Linked DNA regions of Mus musculus: region 1 is linked to region 2. Evidence: chromatin contacts called from public Micro-C data. All regions are on one chromosome and are shown on one strand. The core of a region is the stretch at or near the end of the contact, and the rest is flanking DNA. Distances in the headings are between cores, read along the strand shown.

What was found. Hi-C and Micro-C count contacts between places; a contact is called where the count stands out from the background.
Region 1: a Micro-C map of the G1E-ER4 cell line shows a contact between it and region 2. The contact joins the promoter of Xylb here to the enhancer-like site in region 2. A contact is called at or near these places in 4 of 39 promoter capture datasets (the 3T3-L1 cell line, maxillary cranial neural crest, pre-B cells and 1 more), 3 of 484 Hi-C or Micro-C datasets (the G1E-ER4 cell line and palatal mesenchyme), 2 of 115 datasets of contacts at active chromatin or transcription factors (forebrain and stem cell-derived neural progenitor cells) and 3 of 9 other capture datasets (adipose tissue, embryonic stem cells and liver).

What each region holds. Positions count from the first base shown.
Region 1 is chr9:119,354,118-119,358,865 of GRCm38.p6, reverse strand. Xylb (xylulokinase homolog (H. influenzae)) reads right to left here and starts at 1,485. Exons shown (of 19, transcript NM_001033209.3): 1 at 1,159-1,485. The coding sequence starts at 1,260.
Region 2 is chr9:118,582,314-118,586,964 of GRCm38.p6, reverse strand. It overlaps Golga4 (golgi autoantigen, golgin subfamily a, 4), which reads right to left. Exons shown (of 24, transcript NM_018748.3): 24 at 4,446-4,651. Among named protein-coding and RNA genes, the nearest start is that of Itga9, 22 kb to the left of the region's middle. Within about 2 kb of position 1,999, at least 10 of the 459 cell types and tissues checked have an H3K27ac peak or open chromatin away from gene starts, as enhancers often do. A contact at or near this core is called in the G1E-ER4 cell line, where this site is marked.

The DNA of each region.
Region 1 (4,748 bases), core at 236-2,735, 770 kb before region 2:
AACCCAAAAAAAAAAAAAAAAAAAAAAAAAAAATCGAGAGGTTTTATACTAGAAATTTAATGGCACTCTTGAAAGCTCTAGAACAAAAAGAAGTCACATCCAAAAGGAATAGACAGCAGGAAATAATCAACTCAGGGGCAAGTCTCGAAAAACCAGAGAGAGAGAGAGAGAGAGAGAGAGAGAGAGAGAGAGAGAGAGAGAGAGAGCGCCACACAGAGAGAGGCAGGTGAAACTCCCACGGTCTACAAGAATCCACTCTCCAAACAATGGAGGCTATGGTCCTGCACCTGGCAAGGAGGCTTGTCTCCAGAGGCTGCCCCCAGAGCCATGACTATGGTCAAGTCAGACCTGACATCCTAAGGAAGCCATTCCAAGCTCGGGAAGATGGAGAAACAGGTCTAGTAGGGCAAGGTGACTAAGTTCTATGGGATGTTCCCCAGTGGGAGCCGCAGGTTCCAACTCTCCTCATCGGGCTGAGAAGGGTCTCACAGCTACTATGCTTATTTCTCAAGCGTGCAGGATGAATGCCTCCTGGACGTCCCATGCCTACTTGGAAGGCAAATTGCTAATTCACTCAGCTATCACTGGGAACACCAACCTCTGACCGGCAGTTCTGGAATCACAGACCCTGGCACGCTAGTGCCAGCCAAGAGGGGGTTGGGGGAGGCAGGGAACGGGCAAAGTCCATTTGCATACTATGCCCATTTCACTTTTAACAAAAAAAAGTGCTTGGCGTGGCACCCTCCTTTAAACCCAACACTCAGGAGGCTACGGATAGTGGATCACTGTGAGTTCAAGGCCAACCTGGTCTACACAATGAACCTGGGCCAGCCAAAGCTACATAGTAAAGTTCTGTCTCAAAATATAAAATAAAATAATAAAGAAAAGTAAAGAAAAGGCGCTCAGGGATTATCCGGATCTAGGCTGTGCATGTGCGCACACCTCTGCTGTTTTCGCGGAGTGTGTTTGCGCGGAGTGTCTCGGAATCTAGCCATCTGCAGCCGAGACTCGCGTGGACCCCCGAGGTACTCCCCCCCACAGCCCTCCGCCCCCGCTACGTGTACTCCGGGTTCCGCGGGGAGTCACCCGCGGTTTCCGGGAGAAGCCTCTCGCTGGCAGAGCATCGTCAGGCTCCCGCTCCTCGCCCCGCGCGCGTACCTGCTGCGTGCTGAAGTCCCAGCCCAGGCAACAGCGGCGCCCCGCGCGCTCCGCCAGGGCCCTGGGGGTTCCCGCCGCCCGTCTGTGCGTCCGTGCGTCCATGTGTACTGCAGCGGCGAGACTGTCGCTGCGCTCCGTCGCTCAGAGACGCCAGAGCCCGCCTTTCGCCACGCCCCGCAGGACTCTGGACTGGAGTCACGAGGCGGGAATGCCCTCTGGCGCCGCCTGCGGGAAGGTCGCGAGTGGGACTGCGTCTGGCTGGGGCACTTAGTGGTCGCTACCCACCAGCAAGGCAGCGCAGTGGCTTCCCTCCAATTTCACTCCACCCACACTCACCCCTGCGCCGACCTAATATAATCCCAGCATTTGGGAGGCTAAAATAGGAGGATCTCAAATTCAAGACCAGCCTGGGTAACAGCAGTGGTGGTGCACGCCTTTAATCCCAGCACTTGGGAGGCAGAGGCAGGCAGATTTCTGGGTTCGAGGCCAGCCTGGTCTACAAAGTGAGTTCCAGGACAGCCAGGACTATACAGAGAAACCCTGTCTCGAAAAACCAAAACCCAAAACCAAACCAAACCAAAACAAGGTAAATGGTTGAAACCCTGTCTCAAAATAAAATTAAAAAGAGGCAGAAGAAGCCAGTTGTGGTGGTGCCTGCCTTCAATCCCAGCACTCAGGAGACAGAGACAGGAAGATGTCTGTGAGTTCAAGGCCAGTCTAGTCTACATTGAGAATTCCAGGGCAGTCATAGCTATATAACAGAGACACTTGTCACAAAAGTAAAATGGGGGGGTGGTCTACTGAAGGTCAAGCTGGGCGTGTTGGTGCATAGCAAGTTCTAGGTCAGCCAAGGCTACACGGTGAGACGATGCCCACGCCAAAAATAGATAAATGAAAGGAAAGAAAAGAAAAAAAAAAAAAAGAAGTGAAGGCCGAAGATATTGCTTTTGTCTGACCTGTGCCCTAGAGTCAACTAAAAAATAAAATAAAAATAAAAATCTTAATTAAATTTGGGATAGTAGTACTGGAGGCCCATGAGTTTGAGGCCAGCCTGGGATACATAGCAAGATCTGTCTCAATAATAATAATAATAATTAATAATCAATCAATCTCTCTCTCTCCCTCCCTCTCTTCCTCCTTCTATTGTTTGTTTTGACAGTCTTGACTAGGCTCAAAAAATTCCTCCTGCCCAGATTGGCCTTGAATTTACAATCCTCCCACCAGAGCCTCCCACGAGATTGAAGGCCTGTAACACCAAGTGTGGCCTGACATGATCTGCTATAAGATAAGGTCTCACATACCCCAGGCTGGCCTTGAATTTACAGTGTAGCTGGGACTAGCCTTGAATTCCTGATCCTCCTGCCTCACTCTCCCAAATGCTGTGATTGCAGGTGGAAGCCACGATTCCCAGTTAGAACTCATCTGTTATCGTGACCCACAGGTCAGCAGACTGTCTGGGCTGAGCTCAGGTGGCGGTGGCAGTGGCGGTGTCTCTGCTACTCAAGACTCTTGTCCCCACCCCTGAACAGTATGCTCACAGTGCGCCTGTCTGAGAACCTCAGAAAAGAGCTTAGTGAATGATGTCAGCAAAAGGTGTGGGTGCCCAGTGTAAAGAATGGAGAAATGCATTCTGGAGGCAGGAGGAGGCAGATCTCTGGGATTTCAAGACTAGTCTACTTTACATAGAAAGTTCCAGGACAGCCAGGACTACACGGTGAAACCTAGTCTCAAAATGGGGTGGGGGTGGGGCCACAAGAGGCCATTGCCAGATGGAGAGGGCTTCACACTCTTTGTTGGACACACGGAAATGAACTCAGGCTGGGCGATGTGGATGACCTAGTAATTTAGCTAGAACGTTTGAGGCCCCTCTGGGGTGTCTGAGTGGAGATGTTGAGCAGGCCAGTTTGGATGTGTGGCCTCTAACTCAGGTAAGATGTCTGGGTTGTGAACAATGATTTGGGAGCTGTCGTCTCCAAGTGGGTAAGTCAGATGTGAAAAGAAGAGCTCAGAATAAGGCAGGTGGGGGCCACTGGGAATTATGAAGACTACAGGGAACACACATGGGAATCATGACAGGCATACGGATAGGGGAAGATACTAGATTTAAAACTTTCCTGGAAGGCAGACTTTTGCCAGTTGCATGCTACCTAGAAGTATGTTAGGTTGAAAAATGGAGAGGTGGGTTCTAAAAATTTATAAAGAAGAGCCAGTGGGACCCCCAAGGACCTTACTATGTGTCACTCATGTTGCTAAACCAATGCCAAGGGCTAAACAGTTTCTCACAGCTCTGGAAGCTGGAAAGTCTAAAGCTATATAGTGCTGACAGTCAGCTCCCAGTAAGGGCTCTTTTCAGATGTGCAAATGGTGGCCTCTTCTGTGCGCCATGTCCGTAGAGATGTGCTATCGAGGGGTACAAGGAAGAAAGCACAGCTTCACCCCAACATCCACCGTAGCCTGGGCAGCTCCCCCTCACCTCTTAGTTACTTCAACTCCGGCCAACTGGAACTCCTGGCTCTAACACAGAAAAGAATCTCAGGACCAGCCAATATAAAGCAGAGTCCGGTTTATTTCAGTTTTTGTCTTTACACTGATCGATTGATTGATTGATCATTGATATGGTGTGCATGGTGTCATGTGTGTAGCTGCCAAACAATGTGAAGAAATAGGGTCTCCCTTCTACCATGGGAATTCTGGGGATCAAACTCGGATCATACGGCTTGCCAGCCAGGGTCCTTACCCACTGAGCCATCTTGATGGCACAAAGGCTGAGAGAAAGGCTGCACAGAAGAGGGGCTCGAGAGATGGCCCTGTGGCTACGAGCACATACTGGTCTTGCAGGAGAGCTGGGTTTGATTCCCAGTACCCACATCTGTAGTGAGTTCAAGCCCAGCCTGAGCAGTTTAGTGGTCCATCTGAATATAAAATGCAGGCTGGGAGAGCAGCTCAGCCATAGAGCACTTGCCTAGCAGGGACAAGGCTATAAATCCCAGTATTGTGACACAAAAAGCAAAACAAAGAAACCACCAGAAATTAGGGACTGAACTAGATAAGGCAATTATAATTCAGACTCAATAATTTGTTTTATGTATCTGTAATTTTATAATATGTTTATATGCAGAAGATTCATCTTGGCGGTATACTGGAAATTAAATCTATATTCAGTCTATTTCTTTAAGGAATTTTTAAAAGATCTATTTATGTTATGTATATGAGTACATTGTCATTCTCCTTACACACAGCAGAAGAGGGCATCAGATCCCATTACAGATTGTGAGCCACCATGTGGTGGGATGTGAACTCAGGACCTCTGGAAGGGCAGTCAGTGCTCATAACCACTGAGCCATCTCTCCAGCCCCTTATATTCAGTCTATCGTGACTCAGAAGAAATAAAATTAGTCTTTAGATCAGTGGGAAGTGGTTATGAGGGAAGATGGCATTTTGGCCAACTGTTTCTATCAGGACAAGCATCAGTCAACTCCTGGTCCTCCTTGGAGGGTGGGGTTGGACCTGCCTTCTGTTAAATCAGTAGCCTCTGTTAAAAGGGCAGCTGACATTGCGTTTTTTAAAAAGCAGAGTTAATGTTTGCAGAT
Region 2 (4,651 bases), core at 750-3,249:
GGCATATGACAGACGCTAGACGGAGCTGACAAAGCTTCGCAGAGGCTTCCATGAGCAACCACGGGCGGCCCTGAGGCAAAGGTACTGTCTGCAAAGCAAAAGATGTAAAGAACAAGTGGGAGTTTTGGACATATCCAAAATGTTAAAACTCACAGATGCATTCAGCAACTGACCCTTTACGGTCTAAAAGAAAGAAACCAGTGGATTTAACGAGAGAATGACAGAGATAATTATAAACATAAGAAAACACAGGGCAGCTCATATCTGCCTCTATCTCCAGTCTTGGGCATCTGATGCCCTCTTCTGGCCTCTATAGACCTGTACTCATGTGCACCAGCACCACCCCCATATAAATATAATTAGCAATAAAATATAAGAGGCCAACCAAACCCCAAACAGGAAAAAGCAAGCCTGGAGACTTGGCACTGTGCTGTGGCTTTAAGGCTTTGGAGAGGTTATGCTAAAAGTAACAAATCCCAGCCTCCCAGGGTTTGCAACAATCAAGCTGTCTCTCCTTTCCCATTCCCCGACCTACCTTATTCCTTTCCCAGGAGACAAAGGTTCAACTATGCAGGGGCTGGGATGTGGCTGAGTGCAGCTGGACTGAAGGTGGCAGGGAAATGGATTACCCCACTCTAAAAGGAGATAACCACAACAAGGTCTGTAGTGGCAAGATACAAAACGGGAGAGTGAAGAACTAGACACACCACATCCATCTACCACAAACTGTGCAGTGGCAGCCAAAGATGCATAGCCTCCCTGGCTGTGCACTCACTTGTACCATGTGACGTCCTGAAAGCCTCGTCTCATAATCGCTTCAGATGTCCCATCCAGATCTCATCACCTAACCACAGACTTATGAATTTAAAAAGAGAAATGATGTATCTTGGCCACTCCTGACATACAGACGTGGAAGAATGGGGACAGAGCGGGGACACAGGAAGCACACCTTGTTTAACAGCAGAAGCTGCTCCGTCTAGTAGAAGGACAGATGCCTTCCTCCTGTAGCAAGGAAAACACCTGGAAAACCTTTCATCTGTGTCAGTGTGTACACATATGCTCTTGTGGGGAGGGGAGCCAACAGAGGCCAGAGGGGATGCTGTTTGCTGGAGTTAACAGGCAGCCGTGTAGCCATCTTTCCAGCTCCATCAACTGGAAAGTGATGGACCAAGATCACACAATCAAACACACTGCTCTGCATGCTGACCTAAATATTAATTTTAAGACTTTAACACTTTTAGAGAACAGAAACCCAACTAAAGATGTCCCAAATTAAAGTGGGGACATTGCACAGAACCATGTGGCTCAAGGCTAGACGGCCCGCTGCCCCTCACCCCTGTTGTCCTCACCACCTCTGCCATGGTGTGTGCTTTAGACAGACTTAAGTCACCTCCGGCCCTTCAAATTTTGGTGACGCCACTGGAAGGTGATGGTCTAAGGGGACACAGACTCAGAATGTTCACCCACTGGGGTAAATAGGCTGAGACAGTCTGTGGTGTGGAATGTTCAGTCTTACAATGACAGAGGCACCATACTGACAAGGCTGGCACAAAATGACTTGAAGTGTACTCACTTGTTGGCAGCAGAGGCTGCTGGGGCAGACTGGTTAGCTTGGGTTGTTTTTTTTCAAGCGTTCTCATGCCACGGACAAGTTCATCATGGTGAACTTAATGCAAGTACTAAGTGTAACCTATTCAACACCTGAGAAATGGTTACATAAATTAACGGCACATGGTTGAAGACAGAGTTGAATCAGTTTTAATGACTTTCAATACAGACTCACAAATGGATGCAAGCACACTCAGGGTTTTGAAAGGGGGGAGATGTTGGGCCCCATTTTGGCCTTGATTTGGGTCTTGAGGACAAACCCGAGCCTGGTTCCAGTTTGGAGACCTGTCTCAGTCACTTCCATATCAGGGTGACTCAGCAAAACCTGTTTTAGCCCTGCCTCTGCTGATGAAGAGCTTTGCCACTGGCCCTGTCAGTCACTCCATACCCTCTGTTACCCTTCCCCACCTCCTATGTCATCTTACCCCACCAAAAATCCCCTTCCCTATGTTCTGAACTTATATAAGTGAGAGGCTGATGCCATAGAGTTCCTGCTTTGACAGATTCCTGGCTCAGTGTGTTTCTTTGAGGCTGTCGACACTCGCCATCCTGCTCAGCCCCAGAGAGACCTGGGAGGGACCGGGACCTCTCTCCTCTCGCCTGGGTTTTTAAACAAGAAACAGGCTAGGGTGGTGGTGAGATGGCTCAGTGGGTAGAGTTACTTGCCGTGAAAGCCCATTGACCTGAGAACTGACTCCACCCATGAGCCATGACATGCACCCATGATCATGAAGTACAAATGTGCATATGGTAACATTAAAAACTGCTTAAAAGGGCTACATATACATAGCAAAATCTAAAAAATACTGCTCACACCCTTTAATTTAGAAATGCCAAGTTCAATCATTTCGAGCCATTCCCTACCAAGCTCTACATGCATCCACATAAACAAAGTAGCACAAATTACAGTGACTGCAGGTAAAGGCTGTGCCAACGTGTCAACCAATAAACTCCTCCCAGCTTCCGCCGAGGAGAGCTGCTTTCTTGGCAGCAGGGTTTTTGACAGCAGTCATGAGGCTAGCCAGCCTCTGGCTAGGTCTGGACTGAACCCTGAGGTCACAGCTCTTTCTCTGTGGTCTGGAGTTGACCTGCAGCCATGATAAACTTTCGTTTCTCAAGCTTCAGAGAATGGGAGAAAAAGTACCCAGCCCTGAGCTGACATCTGTGATGCCAACAAGTCCTATAATTATCCTAGATAAAAGTCGGATATCTCCCAACTTCCAATCAGGAAGGGTTGCTGAAAGTCTCACCTGGCCCAAGGTGCTAACATGAATATAAGCAAATGTTCTTCTTCCCACTGGGGTAAGTCAAGTGGGCTGCGGCAGGTGAGGCACGGAGGAAGAGCCAGCAACCCCTGCTTGCTGTATGCGCTCCTACTCCTCTCCTGACTCCATGCTTAGAGCGCAGCTTGACTGGCTTCACAGGAGCCGGCAAACTATACCTGAGAACCAAAATCCCGTTTAGAACTTTTTCTAAGATTTATTTTTTTGTCTGAATGTATGTATGTGCACCACGTGTGTGCCTGGTGCCAACGGAAGTCAGAGGAAGATGTTGGATCTTCTGGAACTAGAATTACAGATTGTTGTAAGCCAGTAAGTGGGTGCTGGAACTGAACCTATATCCTCTGCAAGGGCAGCAAGAACTCTTAACTGCCAAGATATCCCTCGACCCTCGACTTCCTGACACCTTCTTTGAAAATAACATTTTAAACGGTATTTGTGGGACACAGCAGCACAGCTGCATGTATGAACTCACAAAGCCTGGGGCTGTAAGCATAAGGCTTGTACAAGATCAAGCCAGCCAAGACCCCAACATTATGGGAGGGGTCCATGAAGTTCCATTTCTGAAGAGCTACTGGCAGTTGATGGCTACTGGGTTGGAAGGGGGTCAGTTTCCTTTGGGGATGCGAGTCCTGAGAGGCTGCCCATACTCCAGAGGACGGCCCCACACCCATGAACATGCAGGCAGCACTAATGAACTTGGTGGGTATTAAATGAGTAATGACTTTAAAAGAGAGCACATGAAGTTGGGAGGGAAAGGGACTGGGAAGGTGGACAGCATCTAAACACATTTATGCATGTGTACAAACATGAAATATTTAATACAAATAAAATTTTACTGAAACACACTATGTTCACTCACTTAAGAATTGTCTATAGTTGCTCTGACTACAACAAAAGCACATGGCCTCTATGACTAAATATGCTCGCTAACTGGCCCTTTAGAGAAAACCTTTGCCAACTGACCCTGCTCCCTTACACTGGGGTATCTGCAGAAGGGGTTAAGGAGAAATTACAGGAAGTTGTGTGGAGAGCACTAAGAGGCCAAACTCCTACCCTCGGAAGAGGCATAAAAGACAAGAAGGGAGCTACAGTTGTAGGGTGTGGGTGGCCCCTCCCTCACAGCGCAGGAAACCCCAAGAGGGTGGCAGGCTGGCTGGATAACCAACATTCCATCCCGTGCAGAGGTTTTACAGATCTAAGAGTCTGAGAACCATGTTCCCCCGGATGTGAGGAGTGTGTGGACCCTTCTGAGCAGTTCTCACAGCTTCCCGCCCAGAAACTTCCTTTCATTAGGCATAAGAACAATCAGTGACTCCCAGAGCAGAAACCCTCCTATAACGTGTGTGTGTGTGTGTGCGTGTGTGTGTGTGTGTGTGTGTCCATATCCTCCTCATTGCTCGTGTGGCTTTGAACATACACACGCACATCTGTCCTACTGACCAGCAGTCAGCTGGCCTGACAGCCCTCACTCCATTACCAACCTGAACTGGAACACGGGTGCTTAGCCATCTTGAAGTGATTTCAACTTAAAAAGAAGCACAATGAACACTATTATATAGGAAATAAACTTTATTTATCTGATCCTCTGAGATGACATGGCCAACAGTCACAGAGCTGCAGACAATAGGATTATGTACTATTTACAATTTACAGTAGTATTTTTTCCTCTGAAAAATAATATAAGTCCAAAAGCTAGGTAAACATGAGGTACTGCCATTTGGGACTTATCATAGCATAAAGAACTAGGCTTTAGCAAATAT